Regions from separate parts of the Pan troglodytes genome. Here region 1 is linked to region 2. A link is a contact called in public capture Hi-C data. All regions are on one chromosome and are shown on one strand. Each heading gives the region's core, a stretch centred on a gene start, on an enhancer-like site or on the middle of the called end of the contact. The rest is flanking DNA. Distances are from core to core; before and after follow the strand shown. Region 1 overlaps POU3F1 (POU class 3 homeobox 1). Region 2 has its middle 390 kb from the start of RRAGC.

Region 1 (5,917 bases), core at 1,960-4,459, 420 kb before region 2:
GGCGATGAATCAACGGGGAGTTCATAAAACGGCAAATGAATCGGGTGTGAGAGCGACAGAGCCACTGCCATTCCCCAGAACCCTCCAGGGACAGAGAGCCGAGAGAAAAGAAATAAAAATAACACGGGGCCTTACGCCTGCCACAAACCCCAGGCAGCCCCTCCTTCCAAGTGGGAAGACAGAGTGGGGCAGAGGGATGGGACCCACTGTGGGTGAAGTGGGGCCAGAGGGAGGCTCCCGGGGGCACTCCCAGCTCTCTGGGTCCAGGCTGTGGGTGTAATTAGCAAATGCCTTTTCACTTCTTTTCAGGAGCCCTCATAAGAAAGAACACTGATTTTGACGAACACCCAAAATAATGTGAGATCAGGCACCATGCATTATGCATGAGGTCTGATTTAACATGAACATTATTTCTTGTGTACGAGACCATATGCCTCCGTGCTGTCTCTGCAGCCTAATAATACCCAGACCCACCCTGGTCAGGCTCAGCAGGAGACATGTCCACTGGTGTGTGTGTGTTGGGGGCAGGGATTGGAGCAAAACTCTCCTGGTACTCAGGTCATCTGAGGAGAGCCCACTCAGATGCCCGGGAGCAGGGTGGGTAGTGGGAGGTGGGTCATGCCCTTGGAGAAAGACCAATGTAACCATGTGAACGTGCCACTGTGCGTATGTGTGTGTGACATCAGGAGCCCGTGACTAGGTGATGCTGGGTTCATTGCATAGCAATGTGGGGGCATATGCATAGCTGAGGTTTTACTGCACAAGAAGGACTACGGCAGGAATGGATAGATCTAATTGCTGTGTGTGTTTGTATATATACACGCATATGTATGTGTGGGGGTGTGTGTTTAAAAAATAAGATCACACATACATACAAACACACAGCCTAACTTTAATTATCTGAAAGGAGCAGGAAGAGATCTGGGAGGAGCTGGGACAATGATGGACAGGAATGTGTTTGGAAAGCAGTTTAGGGGCAAGTGCTTGGAAATCCTGAGAGAAGGGGACCAGGTCAAATGTTGCAAAGGATGGCCGTGTGTGCTTAATCAAATATTACATGTGCCAGGTACTCAGTGACTCTCAAGAGCTTAGTGCCAAAGACCAGAAAGCTGGTCTTAGACTGCCCAAACTGTGGTGTGGGTGTGACCATGGGTGTCTTAGCATGCGTGTGAGTGAGCAAGGTGGTGAGAGCCTGGATCGGGGTTTTAACTGGTTGAGGGGAGGAGTGATGGGGATGGGGATGAGTGGAGAGAGAGAGAGAGGAGGTGGTGTATGATCGTGGGTTTCTGAGAGTGGCTGTGTGAATGGGCAGGGTGGAAGATGAGAGGGAAGGGTCATGGATTAGTGTGTGTGTGTGTGTGTGTGTGTGTGTGAGAGAGAGAGAGAGAGAGGGGGCAGGCTTGCTTCTTTTGGAGGCTAAAGTTGCCTCTGCTCTAACTGGCAGTCCTCCTCGAAGAGCCCACTTGAAGCTGACTTTTTGAGGGCATGCTTAGGTTCAAGGTGGCTCTGGTAACTGCTACCAGGTCCCAGTTCAGGGACCAATAGAGGGCAGTCCTCCCACATGGAGGCCTCAAGAGGCAGCAAGGGGAGCCCTAAATGGCCAAACACCATTTCAACTCCAGAGCCTTCAAATGTGACAGGCAGGGACAAAACGGATGGCTGCTCCAGCTACCTCTGGTCTCAGTCTCCGAGCCAGAGGCCCTGGGTAGATCATCTTGGCTGAGCTTAGGAGAGTAACTAGGCCTGATAACCAGTCTCCTCTCACTCCACCCTCTGCTTAGGTGGGTCTCCTTTTTGGAGCTGAAGCCCTGCTAGGGAAAGTTCCAGGGAGGGAGGCAGCCTGGCCCTGGATGTGTCATTGGAGGCCCAGAGCCTCTCCAGGGGAGGATGAGTTCTAAACGGCTCTAAGTGGGCAACTGCGATTGGGGGTCAGTCCTATGGACATCCAGTCAAGTCCTAAGGTCAAGGGATGATTGCATAGGACCTAAGGCATGCAACATATAAACTAGTGCAACCTTCTGGGCAGTAGGTGGGGGAGAATATAATGTCGTCACGCCTCAAGGCAGGGTACCTTCTGGGTTTGCCTTGATGACCGCAGGTGACTAAGATGACCATTTTCCTTCCTTTTGGTATTGGCCAACCTCCATTCTACAAATATTCTTCCTGCTCAAAGCATTAGCAGTGTAGCCTGGGTTTTCTTTTCCCTCTCCTACCTCTGGGATTGGCTGTGGCTTTGCACACACAACAGCATACACACAAATTCTTACACCAACTTGCAGAGGTTCACATGGGGAGAGAGTTCTAACTACCATAATCTGTGGCCACATCAACATAAACAATAATTTTGTTCAAGTGAGATGCGGAAGGAGATGGGATCAGAAAATTCCCAATATGCTAGGGAAAGCTTGGACTTCCTTGGAGGTTGATGCTAGGGACACATACCTCTCCTGAACAAAAAGAAGTCTGAGGCTCTCAGGCATAAGCAGGTAGATATACATACCCTTGGGACGGAGAGACTGCATCAAGCCCACAGTTGGCTGTGCTTGTCCTAACTCTATGCTATCCAGGGAAAAAGATTTCTCTTTCCTATAAAGTGCTGAGATTCCTACCATCTAGGGGCCTTCTGCGACCAAGGGGTTGATCACCGGGTAGCTATCTCATGCTGGTATCTCATTAAGCCAAATCCTTGCAAAGTAAAAGATTTTCTTCCATCCCTTTTTCCACTTTTTTTTTTTTCATTTTTTTTTGTTCTACTCCTCAGCTGCTGCTGGTTCTTGGGAGGCTGCTTTGTTTTGCTATTTTTGAGTTGACTTGCTTAAATAATAAACCCACCCTCTTGTAGAGGATCAAGCAGACAATTAGGAAATCAATCAATCAATTGGTGTCAGCTGCAGGCAGAGGCCGGTGAAAGGCCTCATCTTCCCGGTGGCCCTTTCCAACCTCAAAACCTGCTGAGGCTCTGGGCCGCGCAGGCGGCGGGAGCTTTCAGCTTCATTTGCTTCCATTTCAGAGCCTTGAGGCTGGGACAAATCCAGGAATGGAGAAATGAGGGAGCAGGGAGGAGTGTGTGGCGGCTTCAAAGTTTTGTTCTTGGTGGAGTAGGAAATGAGAGGCTGAGGCAGGGTGGTCAGTGGCTCCTGGCTATGCCATTGCCCAGCTGGCCGGTATGTTGCCAGCTTCCTCTTTAGGAAACATGGGAGGGAAGGCTACCTGGCCCACCAGTGTGGGGAACGGCTGGGACACAGGTGCCAATTACAGGGCTATTCGCTCACCTGGCTGGACTGAGCTGAGGAGGAGAAGAAAAAAGGAGCAGGGAGTGAGGGGCTGGGCCTCTAGAAGCCGAGGCAGCCTTTGTACTTGCAGAGACAATTCCCCCCAAGAGTGAGGGCCGAGCGCAGAAAGTCGCCAGGAACTCTCAGCATGGCACAGTCATCCTGAGGCCCTAGCCCCGCCAGGGAGCACCAACTTGGGGCCCTGGGGACACCTCTCTGGACATCCCTGACACCGTCAGCTAGAGCCCAGGCCTCTCACAGGCCTGGACTTGGGCCGCTTCCCTGGCAGGAGGGGCCCCACACGCCCCCTCACTAGGGTCAGCTTTCTCCCCAGCTAAGAGATTGTGCCTTCAAGCTTTGGCTTCACAAAGAGCGAGAGAAACCGCATGTGGCTTCTCCTGAGAGGGGAAAAGAACTGCGTCTACGGAGGAAGCAGGAAGAGCTCTTTTATCAGTATTTTTAAGAAGGGTTGTTTTAAAGGAGAAAATAAGGTCTTGACTGGAACCCAGGTAGTCTGGAGCTCTGTGTCGGGAACCAGATCTGCCCCCAGATACCCTGACTCACTCCAGAAGACAGCATCTGAGAAGGTCTGTGCTCTCCTTCCTATCACTCCCTGCAGTGGTGGTGGTGATGAGGGTCTTGGGTACCCAACCTTGGAAAGAAGATATCAGGTCTTTCTGATGGCACAGTTGCCCGTGCCTCCACTTCTCCCCAACAGAAGCTGGGGCAGTGGTTTGTTTGCAGAGACATAAGACCGGCTTTGCCCAAGCAAATTGGCAGGGCTCCCTCCCTAGGCTGACCCAGCTCACATAGGACCATGAAAGCCACGTCTGTCTAAGCTGTTAGAACTCCCAGTGCATCCAGGGGGGCTTGGGCACCATTTGAGTTTGGGTGGAGAGCCTGCTGGAGTAGGATGGTGGGGCCTGACCAGGCTTCCAGGTGCCCTAGGACTGGGAATGGTAAAGTTGGCTCAGACCTCTCATATAGAGTGCAAGGTGAAATGAAAGTTGGGGGTTGAGGTGTCAGGTGGGGGATTATAGATTCTAGGCTGGTGACCCAGGCCGAGGCGGGCTTCTTTCTTGGTGGAGAAGAGCAGTCGAGTTGTGCATGAACAATGGCTGATCCGAATTCCATGTGGTGTCTTTGGCTCACTGTCCCGGGCCCTGGTTTGGTCTAGGAGAGTCTGTCTACGACAGGGGGACACAAGGCAGCTTCATCTTCCCTAAACTGATGCATCTGAGGCAGGGGCCCAACTGTTGCCCATGTCCTGATATCCACCTGGAAGGTCTGCAGGGTCATCTTCCTCCAAGATCTCTCCTGGTGAGATCAGAACTTCAGGGAGGTGAAGCAGGGGATCCCATCGCTTCACCCCAAAACCCACCCAGCCCTAGCAGTAAAAAGGACAGGACACAGCCCTGGGGTACATGTTTATGTGAGTAATAAAATATTTACTATAACATAAATATAAAGGGAACTTCCCAGTCTACATTATTTTTTTTTTGCAATAAAGATACAAAGAGAATGCACCGAAACATTGTTTCAAAAAATAATAAAAATAAAATAACAAAATTTAAATTCAAACCTTAACAAACAGAAGAAACGGAGAAGGGGGAAGCTCCAAACACATCCAGAAAATAAATAGAGATGGGTCAGAAATTCGGAAATCATATTAAAATATCTTTTTCGGATTAGTCAGTGTACAAAATCCTTTAGGGTAGGAAGGAAGGGTAACCCGGAAAAACAAAAATAAAAACCAAGCACAAAATGTTTCTTCTCCCCGCCAGTGTGTACATATCTCACATATTTACATGGTTCCCACCTCACCCCAAACTTGGGGAATTTCTCTCCCGGCCTCCCCTGGCATCCCGCATCCCGGCGGGCTGGAAAGGGAGCAGAGGGAAGCTGCAGGGAATCAGGCGGAGGGTTCTCAGGGAACGGCTTATTTCTACAGCTGGTTAAAAAACAATCTCTCTAACTTTTCCAAGTTTCGTTTGGTGTGGCCAGGAGGGCAGGGCCCCGCGGGGAGCAGGGGCCGCGCTGTGCGGCGGTCGGTCTGCAGCAGGGCAGAAGCCCCTTCCCGTCTGGGTGTGTGGGAGCGCAGACCCCTCCGGCGTGGCCGGGAACCAAGCCGGGGCTCGGATGAAACGAAACGAAAAATGAACACTAGAATTTTTTTTGTTAGTTTTTTTTTTTTTTTTTGCTTTTCTTGGGGGGGAGGGTAGGGTAGGGAAATATAAGGGGAAAAATAAATTAGGCTAGATTAAAGCTTTGGCTATTTCCTGCTTTTATACACAGACGCGGCTCTCGCGACCTCCCCTCCGGGGCCCCGATAAATACAGTATACAGCGATTTAAATTAAGGGCGCGGGCGGAGTTAGAAGGACCCCAGGAGCCGAGAGGCTCCACGAATAAATAAAAACCGTAAAAAACCAAGCCCGGAGAAAGGGGAAAAGGGGGTGGGGCGCATCCTTATAGGAGAGAAGAGGCGTGTAGCGAATAAAGTGACAGCCCCCCACCCTGGACCCGCAGGCTCAGGAGTCCACGCGGGGAGAGGGGATGGAGAACTCTCCTCGCTTCGTCCTCTCTCCCGGGGAATCCCTAACCCCGCACCGCGTTACCTGTCGCTTTGGGGAGGCCGCTGCCGGG
Region 2 (6,704 bases), core at 643-3,142:
TGGGCTGGGCACGGTGGCTCACACCTGTAATCCCAGCACTTTGGGAGGCTGAGGTGAGTGCATCACTTGAGTCCAGGAGTTTGAGATCAGCCTGGGTAACATGGAAAACATGGTCTCTACAAAAAATACAAAAATTAGCCATGTGTGGTGGCACATGCCTGTAGTCCCAGCTACTTGGGAGGCTGAGGCAGGAGAATCTTTTGAGCTCAGGATGCAGAGGTTGCAGTGAGCCAAGACCACACCATTGCACTCCAGCCTGGGTGAAAGAACAAGACCCTGTCTCAAAAAAAAAAAAAAAAAAAAAAGCAAACAAACAAACAAACAAAAAACAAAAAGCAAAAAAGAAAAGTGGGTCTGTTTCAACACAATGTTCACACTCTTAACCCCTGGAGTCCATTCTTCCAAAGATCGTATCCCCACAGACCTACTCGGAACCCTGTTCCTGGCCTCCAGCTGCTATTTGTCTTGGCCCGCAGCAATGGATTAATTTCATACGTTCAGAGGTGAACTCCCAGCCCAGGGGAAGCTACTGTGCACACACACATACTTTTTTAAAACAATTAGAGACTCACAGTCTCAAAATGCCCCAAAAGTTCCTGTATCATCCAAATTAACTCGCAGGGCTCTGTTCAGGAAGTTCTTATTAGCTCTCTGCCTCCTCAGCCTGAAGCAAGTAGAGCCTCTGAGGGCATGCAGGCCACAACAGCTGGACGCTGGTGGGAAGGGAACAGATACTCCAGTGCGTAACCCTTCTCTCCCAGTGACTCGCAGCTGCCTGCCTCAGAAATTTTACAAAATCACCCAGGAGCATGCAACCTGCTCTCTTCTGCATGATAGTTAATAGATGCAAATCCATGATTAATATTTTCCTCCACTGATTCTGATTTCATTCTGTTGGTGATTATACTGATGGCAACAGTTGAGGGGATTAAAAATCCTGTTTAATTCGCGTTAGTTTTTTTTTTTAACTTTGCTGATAAATGTTAAATGTCAAGTGCTTTGCTGTCTTCCACAAGATGCAGAGGCCAAATGAGGAGGCCAACAGAAGTAGCAGGAGCTCAGAAACAGCTCAGAGAAAGTCGTAACTTAACCAGATGACCCATATTCCACATAGCTAATGAAAACAGAGCACATAGCTTGCCCAGTGGCTCCCGAGGTCCTAATATCAACTGCATCTTTTCCACTTAATGATCCTCAATAATGAAGGCACTGGGGAAACCTTGCAATTTAAAGAAATGCCTTAGGGAGCCCTGTTGTAAGGCAAATACTTGGCCCTTGGTTGATCTCTTTGTAAGTCTAGTGTGCATTTTTAAGCCTGAAAAAAGCAATGCAGATATATAGCATCCACAGTTTTCTCACTTCTATACCCCTTCCTTCCCACCCCAAATCCTATTTTCTGTCCCTCAATACACAGGGAAAGCTCCTTGAGAAGCCAGGTCAGCCGAATCCCTTATACACTTCCAAATTCCCCACTCTGTAGGTGGTGGTATTGAGGGTGGAAATGGCAAATGGGAACCTGAGAAATTAGGACTTTTGTTTGTGTTTTTTAGTTTGCCCACGAATCCAGGGTACTGCTCCTATCAATCTCCTAGAGAAAAGATGAGTTAGCAGGAACACATGCTCAGAAATTCAGCCTTGGTGGGAGTGGGAGTGGGGAGAGTGGATCTGAATGAGTGAAATGCCAATTCACTTTCCCTGCCTCCTGCGTGGCCCCCTCCTCCTGCCTCTGGCCCAGCCCTGCTAGTTTGCCAACTCATTCTCTGTATCCATGGCTTGGGGGGACACAGGCAGCCAGTCACTAACGACACAGCCAGTTGAAGGGTGAAGTGATTCCACCAGTTGTCATTAACAAAGCTCTGAGGCTAAAATCCAGGTCATCAGGTCTTTACCCCTCCCCAGGGTTGAGGATCTCCCCCTTCCCCGCACACCAGGAGCGCTTTGTCTGTAGCTCTCCCTCCCCGACCCCAGTATTAGCATGGATTTCTTTTCTTCGTATTTAGTATCACAATTAATTGTATACAGCATCTGGCCTGTATGGAGAGTCCCTAGAGCAAAAAAGTGTGCTTGTTCCTCTTGTCCCTAATTTCTTTTTTTTTTCTTTTTTTTTTTTTTTGAGACAAAGTCTTGCTCTGTCACCAGGCTGGAGTGCAGTGTCGCGATCTCTGTTCACTGAAACCTCCGCCTCCCGAGTTCAGGCAATTCTCCTGCCTCAGCCTCCTGAGTAGCTGGGACTACAGGCACCCACCACCACGCCCGGCTAATTTTTGTATTTTTAGTAGAGACGGGGCTTCACTATGTTGGACGGGGTGGTCTCGATCTACTGACCTTGTGAACCGCCCACCTCAGCCTCCCAAAGTGCTGAGGTTACAGGCATGAGCCACCATGCCCGGCCTCTTGTCCCTAATTTCTGTGCAACCCCATCATCGTCTTTTGTCATTTGGACTTTTTGCAGTGCACAACACAATCACCTGAATAGATTAAACAAACAAATATGATCAGACTTCATCCCAAGCAAGAATCTCCCCTGGTCAGACTAGGCACCATTCTTGCCGACACCTCCCAAGGTGATTCTGATGTAACCTCTAGATTAAGAACTTCTGCCATAGGAGTTTGTTGTGCTCAGAAAAGGGGAGAGAAGAGGGAGACACAGAGGTAAAAAAGAAGATGCATAAAATAACTAGATTGGAGTTACTCCATCTCTGCTTGGTCCTGACTTTAACTCATGTAGCTGTCCTTGATCAGGTACAAGATTTGCTTCCTCTTTTGCCCCTTGATCACCTGTTCTCTACAAAGCTCAGAGAATGCCTTTTAAGACACAAATTGGGAGTATGTCATTGCCCTGCTTAAACCCACGCAGTGGTTTCCATTCTACTTAGAATAAAATATTCCTGACCACAGCATGCAGAGCTCCTCTTAGCTCATGCCTGCCTGTGTCTTCAACTTCTTTGCATGTCTCTGTCTCCCTTTTCCTACTATGCTCCAACCACACCAGCCTTGTCATTGTGGAATCTGCTGTTCCTTATGATCCTAGAGAATTTGTCTTAGAAGATTCTGCCCCGGTTATTCCCAAACATTGGTTCCTTCTTTTTATTTATTTATTTTTTATTTGAGACAGGGTCTATTTCTGTCTCCCAGGCTGGAGTGCAGTGGTGCAATCTCGGCTCACTGCAACCTCCACTTCCTGGGTTCAGGCAATTCTCATGCCTCAGCCTCCCAAGTAACTGGGATTACAGGTGCGTGACACCACACCTGGCTAATTTTTGTATTTTCAGTAGAGACGGGGTTTCACCATGTTGGCGAGGCTGCTCTCCAACTCCCGACCTCAGGTGATCCACCCGCCTCAGCCTCCCAAAGTGCTGGGATTACAGACATGAGCCACCGCACCCAGCCGGTTCCTTCTTGTATTTCTCATATCGGGCCAAGTGTCGCCTTCTCAAATAGACCCTCCTTGACCTACTAAGCTAAAGTAGCAAGCTCCTCACTCACACTGTCACATGACCCTGCTTTACTGCCTCCACAGTACTTCTCACTATGAAATTATCTTATTCACTTACCTGTTACTTGTCTATTACTACCTGCCTCCCACCTGCTAAAAGGCAAGCTCTGGAGATCAGAGATCTTATTTGTCATGTCCATTGTTCTATTCTATTTGGTGCTTTGCAATGCCTGGCACATGGTAAGGGCTCAATAAAATGTTTGTTAAATGAATGATTTATGTCATTCTAATTGGTGAATGTGCTCTACTTTCTAATAATTCATTCAATAATAGTTCTAGGAACTTGTAGCAAAGAGTAGAAATTTTTCATATTTAAATTGCCAAAGCGAAGAAATGTAATTTTACTAATTTCAAGGATATGCTTTGTTAACCAAAATTTCTAAGTAGAAGTTCTAACTGTGTTACTTTAATTAGTAGACAAACCTATGTATAATTAGTACATCAATTATATGCAAATGAAACTGCCAATATCCTTGAATATGTTTTGTCCCCCTAAGCAGTTGCAACATTCTCCACCTTCACCATGTAATTTTGTTTACAAGACTATTTTGTTTACTAGTCTCTTAATTCATAAATAGTGTAAAAAATAAACATCAGTCTTGTACCAGCTGAATTATCACACATCCCAAATCACTGGAAACCCAGTTATTAAGTGGTGGAATCATCTCTGAATATATGACAAGTGTAGATAGATTATAGCAGTCACAAGCCTGAACTAGACTTGGGAAACATAAAGCTGTTTGGGGGCCATTATTTTATTCTTCCAATACCTTCTTTATTTATTTTTATTCACTTATTTATTTATTTATTTATTTTTGAGACGGAGTCTCACTCTGTCACCCAGGCTGGAGTGCAATGGCACAATCTTGGCTCACTGCAACCTCTGCCTCCCAGATTCAAGCAATTCTCCTGTCTCAGCCTCCCAAGTAGCTGGATTATAGGCGCACACCACCATGCCCAACTAATTTTTGTATTTTTAGTAGAGATGGGTTAGCCAGGCTGGTCTTGAACTCCTGACCTCAGGTGATCCACCAGTCTCGGCCTCCCAAAATGCTGGGATTACAGGCGTGAGCCACCATGCCCGGCCCTAATTTTTGTATTTTTATTAGAGACAGGATTTCACCATGTTGGCCAGGCTGGTCTCGATCTCCTGACCTCAAGTAATCCACCTGCCCGGCCTCCCAAAATGCTGGGATTACAGTTGTGAGCCACCGTGCCTGGCCCCAGCACCTTCTTTAGACATTGATGATATCACTGAGAATGACTTCTTAAGCCACAGTCACTATAAAGAGTCAATCACCAAAGACGAGATAACCTTGTGTCACTGCAGTTGAAGATCAGCTCTCAACAACTGGTGCAACCCTCCCAGCCCTTGAGAGCCAGGGATTAACTAAAGATAATCCTCAGAGCTTGCAGACTTTCAGACATAGTGGAGTGAGCAGTGGACAATAGAGGAATGTGATTTCCCAAAGAGGATCCAAATCAAGGGGGTCAGCAAAACATAAATATATCAAAGAGATGTTTGTACACCCACAGCAGCATTATTCACAATAGTCAAGAGGTGGAAGCAACCCAGGTGTCCATCCATGGATGAATGGATAAAAAAAAGTGTGGTCTATACATACAACGGAACATTATGCAGCCTTAAAAAGGAAAGAAATTCTGACACATGCTACATCATGGATGAACTCTGATGACATTATGTGAAGTGAAATAAGGCAGTCACAAAAAGGCAAATGCTGTATAATTCCATTTATATGAGGTAGCTAAAGTAGTCAAATTCATGGCAACAGAAGGTAAAATGGTGGTTGCCAAGAGCTGGGGAAAAAGGGAAATAAGGAGTTGTTTAAGAGTTTTAGTCTTACAAGATGAAAAATTTCTGGAGTTCCACTGCCCAACAATGTGAATATACTGAACACTACTAAACTTTGCACTTAGAAATGCACTTATATATACATACATAAAATTTATGTTATGTATATTTTACAGTTAGAAATTTAAAATATTGAAAACAACTACATATGTGTCTGTTCATATCCTTTGCCCACTTGTTCATGGGGTTGTTTGTTTTTTCCTTGTAAATTTGTTTAAGTTCTTTGTAGATTCTGGATATTAGCCCTTTGTCATATGAGTAGATTGCAAAAATTTTCTCCCATCATTTTTAAATATAAAGATAAAATGGAATAACATTAAAACTTATGAAAAGAAAAGCTTACATGTCCATCATCTCTCTTCCTAACAATGATTTCCCATTTATAAATTTACCCTTCCAGTTCATTATTGTAGTCATTATATACATGCCATTTCACCTGTGTTTCTTTTGCTATTATACTATAGGTATTTTTCCACATATTATGTTTTTGTCAAAATTATTATTTTTAACGGCCATATAATATTCCATTGAGTTGATGACCATGATGAGCCTAGTCATTGGCTTATTTTTGAAGAGTCATTTCTGTTCTTCTAATACAGATAAAATAGTTTTGGATATTTAACCCACTCCTGATATACTTACTGTTTTTCGTGATTACTATTAGAGACACAAACTATGAGAAACTCATAGAGCTGAAAGGGCTATGGGATCAATTATCCCTGTTCCTTAGTTGAGGAAGACTCTGAACCTGTACACCAAACAGCACTCATCAGCCTAGTCAGATTTTCTTTGTGGCAAGTTTATGACCCCATGCGATGCTAAGTAGGCTATCAAAATGTGGATAGTTTTGCCTAAACCTTTTTGTGACATTCATTCAAATGGCAGCAATGACATATTTCTGTTTAAATCCCACATATAACAAATCCCACATATAACATTTGAATACTTCAATGAATAAATTCCTCAACTTTCCTGAGTCCTAGGTAATTTTTGGAACCAGAGGATGGATTTGAAGACCAATGTTTACTTAGCTATTTATTTGTTTTAACATTAAAATCAGATTTCATTCATCTGTTATGAGGTTTTAGCTGATGCTCTTCCCCTCTGCCTGGTACACTTCCCTGCAGCCTCCTTCACCAAGACTGCTCCTACTCATCTTTTCCATCTCACCTCAAATGTCACTCCCTTAGGAAAGCTTTCCCTGACACTTCCTCTCCAACTAGGTCAGTTCCCTCATGATATGTTCTGATAGTTTCCTGAACTTTCCCTTCATTGCATTTATCAGTCCCTAATTATATATACTCATGCAAGTATCTGACATTTGTCTCTCCCTCT

The links. Capture Hi-C pulls out chosen DNA fragments and counts their contacts.
Region 1: a contact with region 2 is called in a capture Hi-C map of stem cell-derived neural stem cells, with 9 times the contacts expected there. The contact joins two enhancer-like sites. A contact is called at or near these places in 1 of 1 datasets of contacts at active chromatin or transcription factors (stem cell-derived excitatory neurons) and 1 of 1 other capture datasets (stem cell-derived neural stem cells).

The regions. Positions count from the first base shown.
Region 1 is chr1:192,946,638-192,952,554 of NHGRI_mPanTro3-v2.0_pri, reverse strand. It overlaps POU3F1 (POU class 3 homeobox 1), which reads right to left. Exons shown (of 1, transcript XM_009454161.5): 1 at 4,689-5,917. Among named protein-coding and RNA genes, the nearest start is that of POU3F1, 4.8 kb to the right of the region's middle. Within about 2 kb of position 3,209, at least 1 of the 24 cell types and tissues checked has an H3K27ac peak or open chromatin away from gene starts, as enhancers often do. A contact at or near this core is called in stem cell-derived neural stem cells, where this site is marked.
Region 2 is chr1:192,521,434-192,528,137 of NHGRI_mPanTro3-v2.0_pri, reverse strand. No RefSeq gene overlaps it. Among named protein-coding and RNA genes, the nearest start is that of RRAGC, 390 kb to the right of the region's middle. Within about 2 kb of position 1,892, at least 2 of the 24 cell types and tissues checked have an H3K27ac peak or open chromatin away from gene starts, as enhancers often do. A contact at or near this core is called in stem cell-derived neural stem cells, where this site is marked.